Regions from separate parts of the Sus scrofa genome. Here region 1 is linked to region 2. The links are chromatin contacts, called in public Hi-C maps. All regions are on one chromosome and are shown on one strand. Each heading gives the region's core, a stretch centred on a gene start, on an enhancer-like site or on the middle of the called end of the contact. The rest is flanking DNA. Distances are from core to core; before and after follow the strand shown. Region 1 has its middle 270 kb from the start of KCNJ2. Region 2 holds the start of LOC110255979.

The links. A called contact is a pair of places that touch in the nucleus more often than the background predicts.
Region 1: a contact with region 2 is called in a Hi-C map of embryonic fibroblasts, with 2.7 times the contacts expected there. The contact joins the enhancer-like site here to the promoter of LOC110255979 in region 2. A contact is called at or near these places in 5 of 47 Hi-C or Micro-C datasets (embryonic fibroblasts, fetal heart ventricle and heart right ventricle) and 2 of 2 datasets of contacts at active chromatin or transcription factors (alveolar macrophages and skeletal muscle).

Annotation. Positions count from the first base shown.
Region 1 is chr12:10,078,520-10,085,149 of Sscrofa11.1, reverse strand. No RefSeq gene overlaps it. Among named protein-coding and RNA genes, the nearest start is that of KCNJ2, 270 kb to the left of the region's middle. Within about 2 kb of position 5,104, at least 3 of the 83 cell types and tissues checked have an H3K27ac peak or open chromatin away from gene starts, as enhancers often do. A contact at or near this core is called in embryonic fibroblasts, where this site is marked.
Region 2 is chr12:10,358,088-10,364,435 of Sscrofa11.1, reverse strand. LOC110255979 reads right to left here and starts at 2,082. Exons shown (of 1, transcript XM_021066710.1): 1 at 1-2,082. The coding sequence starts at 2,058. The coding sequence ends at 1,576. It also overlaps a transcript of KCNJ2 not described here.

The sequences.
Region 1 (6,630 bases), core at 3,855-6,354, 280 kb after region 2:
GGCCCTCAGGGGACATTTGCAAGGTCTGGAGAGTGTTTGCATCTGTATGGCTGGAGGGGGGTTGCTACTGACATCTAGTGGGTAGAGGTCAGGTATGCTGATAAATATCCTGCATGGCTCAGCACTGCCAATGCCTGACTCCAAGCCCCCATCAAGGAATCAAAGTATCTGGTCAAAAATGTAAATAGGGCCAAGGTTTGAAATCCTAAACTACAGGTAAGCAAACTTTTCCTCCTCTATTTCAGAGTGTTTTTGGTGTGTGTGTGACTTTGGGGGTTGAGAAGATTTAAAAAAAAAAAATTCTCTGGTGAACCGGTACAGCTGCTATGGAAAACAGCATGGAGGTTCCTTAAAAAACTAAAAATAGAGTTGCCATATGATCCAGCAATCCCATTCCTGGGGATAGATCTGGAGAAAAGATAATTTGAAAAGATAAGTGCACCCCAATGTTCATAGAAACACTATTTATAATAGCCTAGACATGGAAGCAACCTAAGTGCCCATGGACAGATGAATGGATAAAGAAGATGTGGTATATGTCTATATATCTATATATTGGAATACTACTCAGCCATACAAAAGAATGAACCAATGTCATTTGTAGCAATATGGATGCAATTAGAGATTCTCATACTAAGTGAAGTAAGTCAGAAAGAGAAAGACAAATACCCTATGATATCACTTATATGTAAAGTCTAAAATATGGCACAGATGAACCTATCTACAAAACAGAAACAGACTTGCAGACATAGAGAACAGACTTGTGGTTGCCAAAAGAGAAAGGGATGAGCCTAGAGATTATCATACTAAGTGAAATACAATACCATATGTTATCACTTATATGTGGAATCTCAAATTTACAAATGAACTTATTTACAAAACAGAAACAGGCTCATAGACACAGAAAACAACCTTATGGTTACCAAAGGAGAAAGGGGGTATAAAGGGATAAATTAGGAGTTTGGGATTAGCAGGTGCAAACTACTCTATATGAAACAGATAAACAAGTTCCTACTGTAACACAAGGAACTAGATCCAATATGCTGTAATAAACCATAATGGAAAAGAATGTGAAAAAGAACATGTATGTATATGAGTAACTGAATCACTTTATTGTATACCAGAAACTAACACAACTTTGTAAATCAACTGTACTTCCTTTAAAAAAATACACTCTCTAGACATAGACAAACCAGAGATAAACATGTCTCCCCACCAATGCCTAATGTAATACTGAAATTACTAAATTGAATTTCAAAATCCAACTTGTAGAGAAGAAACAAAGATTGTATATTATCTACAGAATATTGTAATAATGTATTGTGTCATAGAGTTCCCGTCGTGGCGCAGCAGAAACAAATCTAACCAGGAACCAGGAGGTTGCGGGTTCGATCCCTGGCCTTTCTCAGTGGGTTAAGGATCCAGTGTTGCCATGAGCTGTGGTGTAGGTCAAAGACGTGGCTCGGATCTGGTGTTACTGTGGCTGTGGCGTAGGCCGCAGTAACAGCTCTGATTGGACCCCTAGCCTGGGAATCTCCATGTGCTGTGGGCACAGCCCTAAAAAGACAAAAAAAAAAAAAAAAAAAAATATATATATATATATATATATATATATATATAGTGTCACAATTAGTGTTAAATGAAACGAATAAAGCTGAAAGTTAAAATATATTCTTATTATTCATAAAACAGTATTTTTCTGTAAGAATTAATATCTGATATTAGGAAGACAGTAGGAAATTTGTTGTTTCTCTTTACATTATAACTTGATTTCCTAGTGACCTCTTGGTGTGCCCCAAACTCTGTCTTGACTAAAGGTCCATCCAGACGTATTTATAAAATTAACGATTTTACTAGTCCCTAGCAAAGCAACCTACAATGGCCAAAGCCATCATGGAATCGCCTTGGGCTAACTGTGGATAGAAACTGATTGCAAAGGGGCCTAAGGGAGCTATCTGGAATAATGGAGAGATTCGATAGCTTGATACGAGTAATGATTGCATAACGGTACATCGCTGTCAGAACTCACTGAACCTGTATTTGAAACAGGTGCACTTTGGTGCATGTGTAAATTGTCTTATTTAAATAAGTTTTAATTACCCAGAATAGGTGATACATCATCATGGCCACTTACCCTCAAATGCAGGAGAAAAGAGTGTCTTACACTCGGATTTGGCAATCGAGCAATATGTTATATGAACACTTGCTCTGGGTGCTCTGTTCATACGAAGGCATTCACTTAGTATTGTCACCATTTAACAGTAGAGCCATGACTCTGTCTTAAAGATGAGAAAACAAACCCCAAAGATCCTTAAAGTAAATGGATACTAGACTGTGGAAAAAAAAACAAAAACAAAAAAACAAAGGAGTTCATCCCATTATTATTATATTATTCATAAGTAAATCAGGGGTTTTGGAGACCAGCTGCCTTGCTGAAGGACACACATCTATACAAAGAATGTACCGAGAATCAAATGTATACTTTTCTTAATTTTTCCCTTAATGCTTAGGGTGATCCTGTAACACATACACTAACCTGGGTGGAAAGACAGTGCCATGAATAACTGAATTGGATCATACACGTTCCAGAACGAAACCGGCACAGCCGGGGGCATACGACACATGGTCCTTAAGACCCTAGTTGCCTGTCATTCTGGACACAACATGTTGCATTTATGGCCTAAAAGAGCTGATTACTGTTTGGTTTCACATTGAAACAGTACAGACATTCTTGCTTTTTGAATGCAGGTGTGAATCAAGAGACACCAAGAAAAAACCAACTACTGTTAATTTATTTTGAACTGAGTCTGTTTCTAAAAAGACTGTGTCCGTGAGGAAAGAAATGGTATCAAAAAAAGAAAATGTGAGGGGGATTTATTTCCAAAGGACCCACTTGGAATCACAAGTGGGAACCCACGAGAGTGTGGCAGACTCTTCTGTTACTCCTAGATAAGATAGAGGGTGCCCAGTGAGCTCCGTATTTCAGGAAAATAACAAATAAATGTAAGTTTTAGTGTCCATGTGCTTTTTCTCCCTTTTTTTTTTTTCTTTCTTTTGTTTTCTGCCAAATCTTGCAACTGTTAAGTCGTATTCCCCAAAAGGGACAAAAGTAAGGAACAGGTTCCTGTAAGGCCAGAAGGCAGTGATTTGAATAAAACCAGTGAGATGCCTTAAGAGGAGGGAAGAGGCAGAGTGAGAACCTTCACAGTCAGGGACCCTTGGAAGAAGGAACCTGGCCTCTGGGAACTTCCCTCCCGCCTCCAGGGCCCCGAAAGAGGCTTCCTTATGTCTGAACCCCAGCACCCAGCTTCCCAGGGCATAGAGCACAACACAGGGAAGAGGGATGGACAGAGTAAATCTGGAGGAACCAATAGAATCTATCTGGCCCAGGCAGGATTACACTTCTAGCACAGCAAAGGTGGTAACCAGGCTTTGGGAGAAGAAATCTATCCCTAAGGTGACACCTGACGAATAATAAACCTGAAATTAATTTAAAATATAACATCCACAGGAAATTACAAACAAATGCACACCATGAGAGGTTTTTACTCAAAATGCTTAGCCTGTGTAACAAAGTTCAAAACAGGGAACACAAATTATACAAAAAAAAAAAAAAAAAATATATATATATATATATATAAATACAAAAAAATACCCCCCCCAAAAAATATATATAAAGTGCTTCAAAGGAAAACTTGGTAAAACTAGCTTCCCCACTTCTTTCGGAAGGAAAGATAAGTCCCAGAAAGGAAACCAGGTTCAAACATGCATAGGGAAAGAAAAAAAATCATAGCCTGAACATACTGGATTTCTCTTACAAAAGTAAATAAATGAAGGTTGGAATTTCTATAGATTAAATCAGATATTCTCCTATGGATAAAATTATTTTACGATATAAAGACATTTTTAAAAACCATTCCACATACGTTCATTCTGTAATGATATTACTTATGATCATTGCCTGGGGTTGTGGAGGTTTTCTGGCCAAAACATTTTTTTTTTTTTTTTTTGTCTTTTTGACTTTTTCTAGGGTCGCTCCCACAGCATATGGAGGTTCCCAGGCTAGGGGTCTAATTGGAACTGTAGCCACCGGCCTACGCCAGAGCCACAGCAACGCGGGATCCGAGCCGAGTTTGCAACCTACACCACAGCTCACGGCAACGCTGGATCGTTAACCCACTGAGCAAGGGCAGGGATCGAACCCGCCACCTCATGGTTCCTAGTCGGATTCGTTAACCACTGAGCCATGACGGGAACTCCTGGCCAAAGCATTTTGCAACTTTTTTTCACCCGTGATTTTGGAACCTTAAAATTTTTCGTAAGTGAAAACCTAAATAGCCATTTACACAGTATGCTCACCTATTTATGGGAATAAACACACAAAAGCTAAGTCACAAAGAATGTGTGTGAGTCCATACATATCTGAAAATAAATATCCGCACCTCATTGATGACATCGCTTCTAATTCTGGGTGTAAGCACCACAGGTGACATTTTATTATTCTAATTTTACTTTTCTCTAGGTTCTAAATATCCCACACCAAGTGACTCTAATCCATCAGAATAAATATTATAATACGCTCTTTTACGAGCATTTCCTGTTCCAAAATAATAAAATGCATTTCGTGTCCTTTTCCATGGTTGGTGATTCCGATGTAAAAATCAGTAGAAGAACATATTTATCCGTGGATAACGCACTGTATTTATCCATTGCAAACACCCCAGAGATGGAGACTGAAACTTTGTGTGTTCCTTTCGTTTTCACAGTTAAATGGAAATTGTTTGTAGTCCTTGCCAAGAATAAGGCTTTGTAACTTTGAGTTTGGCACAGACCATATACTACGTATCATTATCCAAATGTGGCTGGAAAATCTGAGACTTTTTTTTAATGCTTCCATAGGAGTAAGTGAGGGATTATCTTATCCCAGTTAACAATTACATGCATGTTCTCTTGCATACGTGCAGGGGGAAAAAACCAAGGGGCATTTTTGGCCTGGCATCTCGACTCCCCAGATTTGGCACAGGGATGACTCTTACCCCGTAACTGCGCCAGCGTACAGGGAACTGGGCTCACGGTAGGGGACATGGACTTGGCACTGGTTAGGCCATTTCTCAACATTTCAGTAACTGGAATGCCTCATTTCTCTGTGTCGACAGTCCTGAGTAACATAGTAGGACCCAGGAGATCATTTAAAGGCTCATTTTTTTTTCAATAGGTAGCTTTTCCAGGCAAGCGTAGCATTTTGCATTTTAAGTCCTGTCATCACCCATAGGAAAAAAAATATATGATGTATTTCCTTTCAGGCACTGAAGTTCACATTTTTGAGGTCATGCTTTTTTCCAAACAATCGCTGGGTGCAGTCCTCCCTCACTGAGTTTCAACAGCTTTACCCTTAAAAGACATAACACATTAAAGAAATGCTAAGATTTGCTTTTTTTTTTTGGAAACTAAGATTAGCACACACTGTATGAAGCTGATACCCTTCCACGGCGGGGGCTGGGGGGGGGGATGGATTTGAAGATTTCTAAGTTGATGAATAAGAACATTTTTTTAAAGTTCAATCTGAAGCCTCGAGATATAGTTGGCAACAAATAGAAAACAGTGCTGGGTTAACAGAGAAGAGGAGGTAGGGTGAAAACTGCTTGTTTCAGGTTGCGCTTTTGCCACAGGTGTATCAAGAGGGTCAACTGGAAGCATCTGATACCATTTACTCCCTGGACTGTTAAGAGAATAGCACAAGGTTCCTGTGACTATATTCATTACAAAAGCAGGAGGGTGTTCCTAGCTCTGTCTCTTACTGACAGAGCCAGGAATATTAGTCTTGGAATGAAAGGTCCTTGTCAAAGGTGAATCGACATGGCCAAACCGTGTTTTGGACTTCTCTGGTTGATCTTCATCAGAAATACACGGATAACTGTTGTCAGGCATAGAACGAGCGATGAAAATCTAATTTGAAAATGACTGTTGAAAATTTGCTTGCACACACACACACACTTCCATGCACACTTCCACAAGTCACATCTAGTAGAATAACTCAAGACAAAGAATGAGAATGAGCCCCAGTACACAGAGAATTCTTAGGACCAGGAACGAAAAACTACTACATGTTAAACCTGTAAGCAGCATTTCCATCCTAAGCAACGGAAACGCGAATTTATCTGCGGGGGACCCTACTTCTTTCTCATGGAATAAGTACCTCAATACCTTTTCGTCATGGACGTTCAAATCCAATACCTGGCATGCGATGTGGGGTGGGCATGGGGGGTGTTCAGGACCCTGATGCAGACTCTCTGGTACTCTTAAGTCTGTTCTGCTTCTCAGACCTAAGTCTGCACAACCTGCTCATTTGCTCTCGCTTGGTTTTGAATTCCCTTTCTGGAATTAGACTGCTTTTCTTAAGGGCAAGTGTTATGCGTGTGAGTGAATGCATTTTCTTATCCGTGACTTGGAGGAGAGACCCTGAGAGGCACCAAAATGTATTGAAATCCTGCTGTTTCTCTCACACAGGCTAGCTGACTTAGGAAACAGTGGGATTCCCATGGCCACAGATCCATTTTGCTGCTGCCCCATGTACAGGGTTGATAATGACTGGGTAGCTTATCTTTGTGACATAGGTTAAGGTACATCCTT
Region 2 (6,348 bases), core at 833-3,332:
ACCAGGATACATTATTTATTTGCCCCCTCCCATAAATAAGCTTATACAAACAACCACAATCTTATTAACATTGCATTCATTTCTTTAAAGGTTTTTCCTATTACGTGAAACTCTTGGCCTGCGGTGCCTTCCATTTATTTGGAGTAGCATATTAACGCAAAACAAGTTCAACCCTAATTCCGGAGAAATGGCGTTGCCTTCTGGGTGACTAGTTTTCCAAAAGAGCTCATTACCTGGAAATAAAAGTGTTGTCTCTGTGCATTCAGGGGGTTTGGAAAATTCTTAGCCATCTCCAGATGCACAGAATGAATCATAATTAAGAGAACATATATAAATAATTACTTTCCTCTTTTCACTGAGGTTTAATACTCCTTAAAGGATTAATTAGACCGCTCCTGTTTCTTAGAAGAAGTCCATGAGGAAACACATTTCAGAAGAAGCTTATTGCAGCCCCATGAACTATTCCTCAGCCTCTTGCCCTTCAGATGAATCAGCTTCTCCGTCTCCAGGCTCTTTGAGATTTAGGCTACAGCCTGGCTTCCTATGTATCCATCTATTTTGCAGCGTTAATCCAAACTGTCTACCAATAACACTTGGTTTAATATGCTAAATTAGACCTCCCTGGTGTGAAGCCTGATTCGCACGGAGAGGGCTTGAAAAGGCAAGATGGTGGGTAACAGGGCTTGCACACTGTATCAAGCAAGTATTTGGCTATCAGAGTCACGCCGCGTGCACAGCCTGTTCCTTACCCTTTTAATTTCAGTATCTTTGCTCTGTGCTGGGGCAAGCGGCATAACGCAGGATTAAGAGCCATCTGCAAAACCGTAGCGCATTTCACCAGCACCTCCTAGGGGCCATGTGCGGGTATGAGGCTAGGAGGTGGGTACCGGTGCAGACCCTTTCCTTGTTCAGTTTCACCTCGCCCATACACAGCAATCCCCCGGGCTCTGCCGCTCAGAACGCCAGCGAGTTTGTTGAAGGAGTTTGGCGTCTCTAGGAGGCCTTTTAGAGGCTTAAATAAACTGCACGGAAGACACGTTCGATCGCTTGAAGTAATAAACATGCAACACACACAGGGATTTCAAACTGAGTGTTAAGGAAGAGACACCTAAATATACTGTGTCCTTTGAGAGCAAAGCTTCACTATGACACCAAAGTACTCAGATTTATGCACCACCCCAATTTACACACGCATACACACACACGCGCGCGCGCGGTTTAATCTGTAAAGTTCGAGGATCCGGACCGGTTAACACTGACGTTGACATAGCTTTTGAAAGGGTCTACATGCTCTTGCCTGGTTGCTGGGAATGAGGGCTGGGAGGCGCTGGTGCGAGGGCAGAGCTGAGTGCCTGTAGGAGTTGCCGTTCCAGAGAATTCATTACTCTTTAATTGCTCTGATTTTAGATCAGCAGAGCGTGCCGGGCGCTGGTGGAAAAAGAAACTGAGGGCGGACACTGCGAGAGGGAACGAGTCGTTCACCCTCCAGAGCAGTCTAGGCGCTTGTAAGTAATTCACCAGCAGTCGGGAGAAGGAAGAGCCAAGCGGTTAGGCAGTTGCAACACTTGCGCGCGTCTAAATCCAGCTGGGTTCTGCGCGCCGGTCGCGGTCCCTTTCCCCACTGAATTCGCGGCTCCTCCGCGCACCGCTGGTTCCGCGGGGGTTGTGAGGGACGTGGGGGCTCTTGGGTGGGAGGGAAGGGGAGAGGAAGAGGCGCCCCGGCTGAGGTGGAAGCCTCCACCGCTGCCAGCGTTTCGCCCGGACACAGGCACCCCGCAAGCCCCTTGGGATACACGCATGGCACAGCCGCCACGGAGGACAGAAAAAGGGAAGTGTGGGGCTCGGAAAGGGGTAGGAAGCTTTGCCCAAAGGCCAGGCTGCAATTAGGCAGCCGCAAAAGCCCGGCCGCGGAGCTTCCCACCTGCTGCTGTCCCAGCTGGGGCGCAACTTCCTCCTCCCCGGCCCCGCCGGACTCCCAGACCGGGCTCGGAGGGCGGAGGGGAAGGAAGCGGCGGCAGGTTCTCCTCGCTGGCTGCGCCGCAGGCCGGGGTGTAGCATCCTCCCCTCCCCGCCGAGGTTCCCGGGGCCGGCCGCGCGGTCAGGCGCGCTGCGATTGGTCGGCAGCGGCCGGGGCGGGGCCAGGCGGTATCTCCCGGACGGCCTCAAAAGAGCCCAGGATATTGCAGAGCGCACTGGAGCCCTAGCCAGCGCGCAGCCTTCCCCGGCGCCGGCAAGCTGGGTCTTGGGAATTCTGGTTTGCTTTGGCTCACTCGCTTTCACAAACTACTGGATCTTACATGCCTCTGTAACCCCCCACTTCCACTCCATGTCCCCATGCTCCTGCGCCAGCAACAGGTAAGGGCTGCTGTGTATTTTCTTCCCTCCTTTTCTCTTGTTGCCTGTGTATCCTGGGGAGTGGACTCGGGCTGCCGTCCCCGACCCTACCCTGCCCGGCTGCTCCAGAGGTGCCCAGCTGTCACGCTGTTGTAGCGCTCACCCACGCTCCGGAGTCCCAGATCATGCCTATAGAGTTTGTGTGCGCACCAGAACATCCCCAGAGCTAAAAATACTGAGACATGCTTGGAACAGTTGAGCAATAGAAACAGATTTCTCTGCAGCATCTGTTTGTGCTCATAACTTCCAGTGCACCAGCTGTAGCAAGATACAGCGTTTGGAGACAAGGGCGAGGGAGCCTGTGTTCGATTCTCACTCTAAGGGAAAAAAAGGGGCGGGGGCGGGATGGGGGGTGCGTCTGGAGTACTGGTCTCAAATCTTGGCAAATCTTGGCACTCGGTACTAGTCCTGATCCTTGGCGTCTCTCCTCCCCCCCCCCCCTTTGTCATTGCTTCAAGTGTAGCTTCCAGTTCCAAACCGAGCGAGCGTCTCAGAGTTGCTTTCCTGGGGAAGAGAGCGGGAGCTCGGGTTGGCTTTGAGCCTGAAGACCGCAAAACTTTTACATCATCTGTCACTCTCCCCTAAGCAACTTGTTTTTCTTAGTAATAATAGTGTTAATACCGAAATTAAAGGCAGTGTGGTTTCAGGGAAGCACAGTGGTCAAAACGACCTGATTCTGCAAAAGATTGCATCATAAAACATAGACTCATCATGACAATTGAAAAAAAAAACCGAGATAGGAAATGGGCAGTTTATTGCCTGCGTCTGGGTAATCCTATCAGTAGGATCATAACTAGGATAAGGCTGTGAATCCTGGGGATTTTCATAAACTCTGAATTTACCTATTAAGAAATAAGGCATTATTGTAAACGTGTTTTGGCTATGCAAAAAAAATGAATATTGCTTTGTACCACTTCTTTTCTTTCCATATTCATACTCGGTAGGCTGCCAGACTTCTTCTGGCTAACCACTGTTATATGTCTCCTGTATATTACCTGTACACTTGCTAGCTTCTTCCTGCTCACTTCTGCCCCGGCCCCCAAGTGTTTTATTTATATTTGCTATTACCCGGAAAAATCGCCATGTTCAGGAGTAAGAGATGTTTAAGGATGGTGGGAAGCGTGAGAGTTGGGGTCAAGGTCATTTCACTTCGCTTTCAGCTCCTCCCCCTCTCTCTTGGGGGGGGGCACTTTCTTTTACGTTATTGATATCCATTAGGAATATCTGTACCGAACTCTATTGAATTTGACATTAAAAAATAACACGGTATTTCTACTTCCTTCAGACTTTCCGGCTCTAGACTCTCTGGTTGGCTGTAGCGTCCTTGTATGACTTTCGAGTAGTGTGAACGATTGACCACGCTGTTTACCTGAACAGACCGGCTGTTTCAGGCTTTTTTCTTTTACTGTATAGTTTTGTTTACCAAAGAGGTGTATTTTCCAGCGTTTACACGTGCTAAGTGATGCTACATGCATTACTGAATAGGAACCTGGTAGAGCTCACAGAGATAAGCGGGCATCCCTCTCCCCTCCCCCTCGGCCCCTCCCCCTCCCTTCTGTTTACTGCGCTTCTAAGAGGTTACTTCGCTAGCATTTGCGCTCTCATAGCAACATGTGCCCAGAGCACACTCAGGCTCGTCTATATGGCGTCAGCTGGGGAATAGCTGCTCTAAACACTCATTAGCAGACCTCTCCTTCAGCCCAGCGCACTTTCTTCTCCTCTCCTTATTTCCTTTTCGTACTTACAAACTTTTTTTTTTTTTCACTATATGCTGCTACCATATTAGGAGACCCATTTATTCTCATTTACTCTTCTTGATTACATGTTTCTGCTCTCTTATAATCCATAGTAGGGTTCTTTCCTTTATGATACAAATGATCCGGATTCATTCATTTGCACCGTGCTGTCTCCTGGACCTTGTGTTTCTCTGCAGCTCTCTTGCCTTTAACATCCACCTTGAGATGGAAGCTGAACTATTTTTTTCCATTGCTTATGCTTAATTTTGGCTCAGCCTATAAATAGTCTTAACATGAACAGCACTACATGTAGCCTCTCCATTTCCCAGAAATACTTTCTACCTCATTGGTTATACTGTGGGTAAAAATGATTATTTGTATCTATTACATTTAGACCAGGCCCTGAAATATTTTGGCTGACAAGAGGGAATGCACACACAGCTCACCAATTCAGATACGAATTCTCCAGAGTCGTACCCATCAGGGAGTCGAATCACTTGATGTTTTCATCTATTCTTAATCAGATGTTTCTCAAAAAATTACTTTGACTCTATCTTAAAATGAAGTTGCATGAAAGCCCTATTCCAAATTAAAGGGCTTTTTTTTTTTCTTCTTTTTTTCTTTTGCCAGATGCTCAAGAATTGGTGATTTTCAGTGTGAGAAGAGCAGACAAGGAAGTCTTCTGCTTGCTTGCAGCCACTCAGGCATGTGGGCAGGTTAATAGGAAAGACATTCTTCATAGTGAACGAGTAAGACAATTACCCTATCGAACTTTGGCAGGTTCTAGATTTTTGCTCTGTCATCAGCTCCACAAAAGTCTGAATACATGTAATGTGTGTGCACACATATACACACATAAATCTGTTTTGGAGCATATCTACTAGAAGTGACAAAAGTTTCCATTTTGCCAAAAAATATTTTTTCCCCTTTCCAGGCAGGAATGGTAGAATTTCTAAATGATGCTCCGCATATGGAACAAATTCTGTCATTAGCAATGGAAATAAGACAATAATAGTCGCTCAATACAGGCTATTTTCAAGATTCTAAATGCGGAAAGCTATTCGGAGGAAGCTGGTATTGTGTGTTTTGTGGAATTCAAACTAATGTCCTGGGGTCAAGATTTTTGGAAAGTTGTAATTCAGTCTTTAGATTTCATATGGTTGTTATGCCTTAATCTGGAAAGAGTGCAGAAATAAGTCAGAAGAAATTTGAGACTGTCTACTCATGGTCCCTAATGGTAACTCAGATGGAAGGATTGTTTTGAATCATGAAAAGGGAATTTCTTGGTGTCAGCTTATACTATAAGATTCTGAAGTCAGTCAGAGCTCAAGGATAAAACGCTATTTAGATGAGCTCCCCCACCACACACCTTTGCACCTGCCTTCAGTACCACGTTATTATCTCTGTTTTTGTGTAGAAATGCTGGGCAATTTCATATGAGCCAAAAAAAGCTGAAATCACTGTTAAAAAAATCATTTTTATGTCCAGGATCTAGAACCCCGAGGAACAGAAGTCTTGTTTCCTTTGTCCAAGTACAAACTTCATGGGGAAGCAGACAAAACACTGAAGCAGGTGGAAGGCTGTGAAGGCACAGTAACTTCTTTTTTTATAAAATAATTCAAAGGCACTTTCAAATCGGGCATCATTTAGGTGTCAAAAGCTGCCAAAATGTAACACACATTGCAATTTTCACAGATGACTAATCTCAGGAAAAATGTGTTGGGGCACATTCTTGCATAATAACTTGGATAAAGAGGGAGAAGTGAAAAGACTGTAACAAGGCATTTTCAAAGACAGTGCACCTTGCCTCTCTCTAAAGGGGTGCAGGAAAACAGAGTGGTGATTTGCTTTCTTTGTTTGTGGTTGGCTTGGCTGAACTTGGTGCTGTTAACTGCTTAATCTGAATGTGGTTTTGGGGGGAGAAAGGAAAAGTGGAATCCTCGGCATCAGGACTTCAACACATTTCCGATCCTCCCCATCTGTTGTTCATTGTCCCCCTTTAATACGAGAGATAGATTTGGTTGTTTGAAAAGTTGAGAATTGCTTTTATTTTTCAGTTCTGTGCTATATTCAGTTTAAGAAATTTTTCTTTGATTCACAGAACACCCTAGACTTTCTCTTAGGCTTTTGTTAATCAAGGAAAAATTGTTTCTTTGGAGCAAAAATGGAAAGTCAGTCGATGGTTTTTACGGGGGGGGGGGGCAAGAGGAGAAAACTG